2 separate regions of the Zea mays genome follow, and region 2 is linked to region 1. A link is a contact called in public Hi-C data. All regions are on one chromosome and are shown on one strand. The core of a region is the stretch at or near the end of the contact, and the rest is flanking DNA. Distances in the headings are between cores, read along the strand shown.

Region 1 (4,414 bases), core at 1,742-4,241:
CAGGTGCTTGTTGCTCATCAAGGGAAGTGGGAAGTAGCAGCACATCCACCTTCACTCTTATAATAACGCTGCTTAGGCGCAGTCATGATTTAATTAGAAGCTTCTTGTCAAAGGATGTTTGTTTCTAACTAGTTGTGCGCACTGGTTAATTTAGCTCATGCCGTTATGGTTGTCTTCCCATTGCTAGCAAACTATTAATGTCTATTATGTTTTCTTATCATGATACCTATTTATACTTTGTTTCTTCCCCGTTTATGCAATTTTCAAAGGAGATGTTGTCGAAATTTTATATACGAATGTTAGATGTGTAGTATAGTAGCATTCTGGGGTGTTTGTGGACCCCGGGGTGTTACACCATGGTACCTCGGTCCACAAGCCGTCGCTTGGCCTTCACCTTCGCTTAGTTCCTCGAAGCCCTTTCCTTGCTATCTTCACCCTATCAAGCCATTCTTGAGTCACATCATATTGATCATTCATTGAGAGAATCATTTCTTCAATATTGTGAACCTTGCTTGAATGTCTTCTAGATATAACCGTTAAGATTAATCAAACTCTAGTTTGATTCTCATAGAAGCATATATGGACTGATAGTAATATGGTCAAGCCAATCCACGATTCCTCATATCTTATTCACTTTGGCTTGACCAATCCTCTTAATCATTTCATCCTCTATTCTGATCATATGTATGAAGTGATTTCTCAGGTCTTGTCCATATATTCAGACCAATATAGAGATCATATTATATCCATTTGCATTGTCTAATTGGTTATTTAACCTCGTGTTGAACCTTTGTTCACTGATCATTATACACTATCCAAGTATGTTCATCATACTGAATTTCTTGTTCAACACTTAGCAAAATCGTTAGACCTTTAAATGTGTTGTTATCCAAATCATCAAAACTCACAAAAGGGATGAATGCACTTTTAGCTCAACTATATCTTCGCATAAAAGCATGGGCTTCGGTTGATCTACGGAGGTAGCTTTATCTCTTTTGTGCTTGTACTGTTGATGAGCTTCTGCTTCATCTATGTTATGAATAGCCTTTGAATCTATCCAGTTCCCTTCGGCCCTTCTAGCAGCCTCTTGACTCCCATGCACAACTATGGGGCCTTGGTCTGATGGTATCTTCATGCATAGATATGATGGATGAAGTATTGCTTCGAAGACGTTTAATGTTCCTCGCCCAATGATTGCATTATATGGATACTCCATATCAACAATCTCAAAGACGACTTGCTCTGTCCTTGTATGGTGAACATAGCCGTAGGTAATCGGCATTGTTATCTTGCCAAGTGCCACTATCTACCTTCCTCCAAAGCCACAGAGGGGATGTGTTGCATCATGTATCTTATCATCTTGCTCTTGCATCTGCCTGAAGGCTTTTGCGAAGATGATATCTGCTACGCTGCCTGTATCGACAAGGACATTGTGAACCAGAAACCCTTTGATAACACAAGATATGACCATTGCATCGTTATGGGGATAGTCTTTGAGCTGAGGTCTTCCTGAGAGAAGGTGATTGTAATGTGTGACCATTTGGATTTGATGAAGGGTCCTTATACTCCAACATGTTGTACCATTCTCTGTGCTTCCTTCTTCTGCTTCTTGTTAGCTGGCTCAGAACTTGAACCTCCGTGATTGGGAGCACCAGCTTCGTAGCCGAAGGTGTCACAACTTGATCACCTTGCGAAGCCATTGTCGTGGTCGTGGAAGTGAGTTCTCCGGAGGTGGGCACCAATGTTGGTCACTTGTTCTCGAATGCTGTGAATTAAGAACAAGGCAACACAGTCGCTAGGGATTAAAGACCTTCGTCCTCCGAAACATTGTTTCCTCTTGGATTCAATGATCATCGGACGAAGGCCATGAAGGACATGCCTTCATCATATCATAAATAAATAAAAATGTAAAGAGATAAATACATTGATGATTACTCTTTAATACATTCATACTTGTACTCCGTAAAACATGTATAAATATCAATAAAATTCACGTTATATTGATACATTCGGCTTGCTCGAAGGTGAAGATGCGAGCGAGTGATTACAATTCAGCGTGAACAGTAGGGTGTTATTGTTCATCTATTTATAGGCACGGGACGCATCCCAGGGGAAATTACATTCACGACCCTCAACATTCATCTAGAGACAACCTAGATTAACAAGGTCTATCTGGTCTTTTCTTCTTCTGCTTGACTTGAACAGAAACTAAATGGTAGCTTTGACATTTGACTATGTTGATTCTACATTAAGTCTGTCTTGAGAATTTTCGGCAGAAAAAAAGTAGACTTATGTACCATTTTACCGAAGATGTTTTTGTTGAAAACTTTTGTCGGAAAAGAAGACACCCAACACTTTACGTCGCCGCCATAAGTCACCAGCGTCGTACCATGACTTATGGCGTCTAAAAAAGATTCAAAGAATCATATTACATCCTTTATAAAACCAAACGTATATTCTTTTAGTAAAAAATTAAAATGCAAAAAAAAATGGTTTCCCACAGCCCTAGCAAAACACAATCGCCACTTCATTCCACCCCCCGTTTCGATGATGGGTGGGGACAAAAATACAGGGACCCACATGTCAGTTAAAATCTGACCATGCATGAGGTCATGGCACGGAATAGTTCTTTACTACTAGGCAACCAGCACGTTGTACACTGACTGTGGGGCCAACCGTACCTTGGGTCCACAAGTCACTGTGTGCTTGACAACACAGCATTGGCAGATCCATGTGTACGTTCTCAGCGCCAGGAAATTGCGGCCGTCCTTTCCTCCTTTTCCGTTAAGCCGATAATCTTCAATGACGCACGGGTCCAAGATTAGCTTGGGCCCATATGGCAGTGTGGGAAGCTGAATCCGGACGCGTGACGCGAGGTCTCGCGTGGTGCGGCGGGCACTACGTCGTGGATGGGGAAGGGGATTAAATATCGTCGGACGAGGCGTGGCCAACCCCTTTCGCTCCTCTCGCCGCTTTGGGTTGGGGTTTAAGCGCGTGTAAGGGAGGCCGGAGGCGACGACGACGGCGCCGGCGTCGGAGAAGAAGAAGCAGACAACTCTCGTATATGTCTTCTTGCCCCTTTTCCGATCTGGTGGTCGTAGCGCTCATCATCGCCGTCTTCGCCGTCATCCTCCGCGCCCTCGCTTGCTCTGGCCGATCTATGCGCAAGGGGCTCAACGGCTGGAACAAATCCTCGTCGATGCTCAGGTCCGTGCCTTTTTTCTTTTCCTTTCAATTTCACCCGCAAAAGGTTCATTCTTTCATCGATCTGGGTGGTTTTGACCGGGTTCTATGGCCCTGTTCGTCCAGATCTGGTGATTTCTTGGCTGTTCTTTCCATGGGGTTTTGACAAAAAAAAAATCACTTGTGATGGCAGGGACGGGTTCGGGGTGAAGTATTCCGGATTCCTCCACATAAGGCCGTGCGGCTTCTGTAGAGGAGATTGACGGATTCGGCCGATTTGCGCTCGTCTCCGTCATTTTTTTTGCACCCAGAGTTTCTTGTTTTTCTTTAGAAGTTTTCCCCCATAGTTTTTGGCAATTTTGGCGACAAGTTTTGGAGTTCTCCCCGTCGGAAGAGATAGAAGAGAGATGTCTCCGTTGAACCAGCAACAGGTTCTCCTCAAGAAGGCCCTGGCGAAGAAGCCCAACGCTAAGAAGATGTCTGAGTTTGGCCTTAAACCCTCTGCTGCCCTCTTGAAGTCCCGGACGCAGCAGCTGCCGGCGCCGGTCCAGCCGAGGCGCCGCGTCCGTGTCCTATTTGAGGACCCCGACGCCACGGACTCGGACTCCGACTCGGACGACGAGGAGGCCGGCGGCACCCCATCAAGGACCAAGCGCTTCTCTTTTGAGGCCTTCATCGGCAAGGCCCCAGCCAAGCCGGTTCTCCCGGCGGCGGCCGCTGTCGCCGCGTGCACCAGCGGCGGGGCGCCGGAGCGCTACCGCGGAGTGAGGCTCCGCAAGTGGGGCAAGTGGGCGGCGGAGATCCGCAACCCGTTCACCGGCAAGAGGCAGTGGCTTGGCACCTTCGACACCGCTGGCGCGGCCTCCGCGGCCTACCTGTCCGCCTCCCGGAGCTTCGCCGACGAGAAGCGGCGCCGCCGCGGGCTGCCCGTGGCCGCGTCCTCAGCAGACACTCCGGCAAGCGGCAGCACCCCGACGGCTTCCTCCTCGTCGTCCGCCTCGACCGCTCCATTCGCGCACCCGTCGCCGTCGTCCGTGCTTGAACCGAGCAAGGAAGCGCGGAACACGCAGTCCCCAGAGGCGACGCCCGCCCGGCCGTCGACCGACTCAGCGCAGCTGCCGGAGGACCCAGAGTTCTACCAGGACCTTCTGCGCGGCCTGCAGCTGCCCGACATCGACCCGCTGGACTTCCGCGCCGGGCTGGACGCTCTGGATCTCTCCGATGCGGACTT
Region 2 (4,334 bases), core at 1,564-4,063, 230 kb before region 1:
ACTGAGGAGAGTAACCTTTGACCCTCTCTAAGTAAAGATGCAATACTCTCAAATGTTGTAAGGCAGGTTGGCTTTGTGCCTTAATGTGTTCTGTTGGCTTGTATTAGCGAAGATGTTGTCCTGCAGAACATTCTTTGAAAGAACACACCTATATGAGTTAGACTGTCTAACGTCGCAGTCTATGAGATTTGGGTGATCTCTAGTAAACTCATGAAGAGACCTTGGAGTACGACGTATATGCTCTACCCGAGAAGGGGACTACTGGTAGCCAAGTACTGGTCATGACTTCAAGTGAAACCCATTCACGCAAAACTTGCAATTCAAGGCATAGTCCATTGTCCAAGTTGTGGGTTGGTGTAGCTTGGAGTTCTAGGCGGAAGTTCAACTTAACAGTCTCTGCTGAAAAACTAGTATATTAAACAGTAGTGAACAGTGGCGAAAACTGCAGATGGGCATTTGAGATCTGGTGGGGGATTGTTAGGATTTATGGGCTTGGCCCAGTTAAGAAATTCTAATAAATCCCAGGAAAATCTCAAAAGCACATACAAGTGGATGGCTAGGGAATTGGTGGAACCAATAGCACCATATTGCTAGTTCTAGTGGAGTAGAGCTAGCTTAAATATGGAAGCCACACTCACTCACCAAGTCATGGATGAGAGGAGAGAGTGTGGAGAGCCACACGCGCGCGCGCGCTCGCTCGCCTCGCCTGGCCGGGCCGGGGCGGGGCGGGGCGAAGGGCGCGGGCGCACGACATGCGCGTGAATGGTCCGCCGAAATCCTGCCCCTCGCCTTGCGGGGGCGCGACTTCCTTTTGCCGTTTGATTTTTTGGTTACTTGACTGTTACGCTTATCCTAACCAATCGCTATAAAATCTCAACTGATTGCGAGATTTTCGTGGGCGGATAAGCTCAGGGTCGCGGACTCGGCCCTATAAAAGGAGCCCGACACCCAGCCTCCAAATCATCCCAGTTTAGCTTTCGTCTCTCTTCATAGTTGAGCCGCCTTTTAGTTCCCTTCGTCCCGACCGTAGAGGTGCATCTGCGATCAGGAGAGCAGGTCTCCGGAACCCTTCGTCTTCTAGATCCTGCACCGGGAGAGGGCGAATAAGGTTTTTGGGAAGCGTCTTCACGCGACTGCTCGTGATCTTCTGACCTCGTCGACCCTGCTGATTCCGGCGTGCGCCATCTATCAGTAAGTCTAATCAGTACGTATCATCTGATTTGACTTTTATTTCAGTTCTTCTAATTTAGTCATGATTTATATTCGAAATTTAATTTGAAATTTGTCTAATTATTCAACAAGTAGTACCTGAAGAGAATCCAGTTATGGTCATTTTCGGAGAACCCGCGGCCGGAGCCGAAGCCGTTCCAAACAGACCGTGCCGTGCCTGCGTCCATCGGTGCAGCGCCGCAGGCCGCAGCTCGCCCTTGAGAAGGCACGATTCAGACACTCAAATTGGCTTTGTGTGGAAACCTAATATATAAGAAGGGAGGTTAGGCACGTATCTTCGTCTAGTGTGTCGTCGAATCGTCGGCTGGTTATAGGGGAAAAAATAATGACTTGCCAGGGACGAGTTGTACGTGCAGGTGCAGCCTAACAACAGCAACAGATCTATAGATCTTCCAAGCCAAGTTCCTCTGGCTAGGGCCTAGGAGTAGGTACTAGCTAAAGCTAGGCGCGCGCCGCGGGCCAGCTGCGGCATTACTAGACGAATTAATTAAATCTATATTTAATACTTATAATGATATATACAGTATTTGATAATACACGAATTAAACTTATCGGAGAACCAAACACCCCGTGACGGGCGCGCAAGGACTCGGTGCGCAGTCGCCTTCGCAAGCGGCGCGCGTCGCCGTCGGCGTGGGGGGACTGGCTACTGCTCGTGCTGTCAGGCCCGCACGGCGGCACGATGAGGGCGGGTGCCGCGGGTCCTGCGTGCGCGGCGCACGACACCTGGTGCGTACGTACGCTCCCGCCACGCGCGATCTGGACGGGTGGCGCGCGGCCGGTCAAGATCTGATCCCCCGCACTCGCGAGGCCGTCCTAGAGTACACAGTGGCGGCGATCCAGTACCACAGTGTTTGCCTAGAGAGCACTTGATGGTTTGTCTGTGTAAACGACGGTGTACGATGCCATGTGGAGCGGCTAGGACAACATGCGAAGAACGTTGAGGCCACACGCCAAAGATGAGAAAGAATCTGCCTGTCCGAACGAGAGGACGGGACCCACATGGCGTAGCTGCCCAGCCTGCCCTCCCATGTCTCGTGCCGCAGACGAACAGCACGAGCACGCGAAGTTAAAAGCTTCGTGCACTGGACTCAGCCTTAGGCTGGTGCCAATGGGGCTAGAAGGGAGGCGAGAAGGGCCCTCTACCGCCCCGCGTGAGGCGATAGGCAGGCGAGAGGGAGAGAGAGGGCGACGGCACTCACGCCCGGCGACAGCGGGCGATATCGCCTCGCTCTCGCCCGCGTTGGCGCGCGCGTCTGGGCGAGAGGGAGGCGAGAGGGGGGCGACGCACTGACGGGGCGAGAGTGAGGCGGGCGAGAGTGCGGTGGCGCGACGTGATTGGTCCATGTGTGCCACGTGGACTAGCCGTTTTTTACCGTTTAGAGTCCAAAAAATTCGAAAAAAATTGCAAAAAATCACAAATTTCATTCCCAATCCATCTATAAATATCTCTACCTGTTGGAGGTCATAATTAGATTTATGTAATTTTCTATTAATTGTTATGTAATTTTTTAATTGTCATGTACTTTTCTTTTAATTATTATACACTTTGTAATTTTAAATTCAATAAAAAATATTATGTTGTGTGATTTGTAAGCGTTGAAACAAATCTGTGTGAATTATTTAATCCTGAAATAGAAAAGCTGATGTGGATGTGGGCTGAGGCTATAGCCTGCTATAGCCTGTGCACTGGAGCAGCAGAGGCGAGAGTGGAGGCGAGAGCTGACGTGGCAGGGGCGAGAGAGAGGCTGTGCACTGGACTCAGCCTTATGGCCTGTGGGGGCGGAGAAAGAAGAAAGAAAAGAAGAGAAAGACCCCGCCCTCCGGTCAGGTGTGCCTGTCTCAGTGTCTCGGCGTCCGCCGCGGGTGACGTGGATGTGCACCACGCCCCTCTTGCCGCCTCCGACTACTCCATTCATTCACTACCAGCCACAGCTCGTACATCCTTCACCTGGGAAACTCCGTACTCTTCTCGCCGACGAGTGGAGCCCATTTTTACCGGACCCACGGGACATTGTCTGAAAGCTAGGGCGACACGGTCCAAAAGAAGTACGTACCCTGCTTCCTACGCAGTAGGAGTAGGAGTACCATACTAGCAGAGAAGCCGACGCTGTCACGCGATTCCACGCGGGGCAGGGACCAGGACTGCCTCTCCTGCACTCTTTCCCTGGCGCCGTGGCGCGTACGTACGACTCGTCCGGCCCACAATAAATGCGCCTCGGCGACCGCGTCCCTGTCCCTGCGCCCGGTTCACGTGGACGGTGGACCTCTCTAACTCCACCGACCGGACACCGGAGTGGATCAGCGGCGACACCATCACAGCCAGATGCGAGCAGCCGCAGCAATAAAACCAGTGGGCGCTGTGATTAAGTGCACAAGGTAGAGTATATGGTGCTGTTTGATACAGTTTCAGTTTTAAAAAAATGTGGGGTTAGATGCTCTAGAAAGTAGTGAAGCTAGAATTGTATTTCTTTAGAATCATTTGTTTATTATTTATATTAAAAATGTTGTTCAAACTATTTAAATTAATATTATAAACTAACTACAGTTCTATAATGGATTTAGAACCTAGATGTATCCTAAACACCTAGTGTGCATGCGTTAGGCAGGTACAGCTCCATTTAATACAAGGTTTTTAGACATATCTTATTTTTTTGTTGCTGGACTAAAAAAAACCAAACAATCCTTTAACTTGTTGCTGCAGGTATGCTTACTTTTGGATAAATTAGAACACTAGCAGTAGCACCAGTACTGTGTCAATACATTTGGATCATCCACTTGTGCTCTGTCCCCACTATAGATGTCCAAACGGATCGAACTTGCCAGGCGGTCCGAAACCCGGCACGGCACGTAGTGAACCGGGCCCGTGCTGGTCCAACCCGGTCACCGGGCTGTGCCTAGGCCGAAGGCGTGGCACGACGGACTAGACCCGGCACGGCTCGATTTTATTTTTTTATATTTTTTTCATATAAATACATATATTATACTTAAATATATAGTATAAAACAAGAAACATGTGTTTTTTTAGTTATGTGGTTGTAAATAAATGTTTAAAGCTAATAAATATGGTTTAAACCCTAAAAAATTCATACTTTAAAGATATT

What was found. Hi-C and Micro-C count contacts between places; a contact is called where the count stands out from the background.
Region 2: a contact with region 1 is called in a Hi-C map of ear, with 2.9 times the contacts expected there. The contact joins the promoter of LOC100384137 here to the promoter of LOC103649841 in region 1. A contact is called at or near these places in 4 of 25 Hi-C or Micro-C datasets (bundle sheath, ear, leaf and 1 more).

What each region holds. Positions count from the first base shown.
Region 1 is chr3:22,454,979-22,459,392 of Zm-B73-REFERENCE-NAM-5.0, reverse strand. LOC103649841 reads left to right here and starts at 2,991. Exons shown (of 2, transcript NM_001323508.1): 1 at 2,991-3,207; 2 at 3,377-4,414. The coding sequence starts at 3,591.
Region 2 is chr3:22,683,932-22,688,265 of Zm-B73-REFERENCE-NAM-5.0, reverse strand. LOC100384137 reads right to left here and starts at 2,813. Exons shown (of 1, transcript XM_020550673.2): 1 at 2,149-2,813. The coding sequence starts at 2,658. The coding sequence ends at 2,149.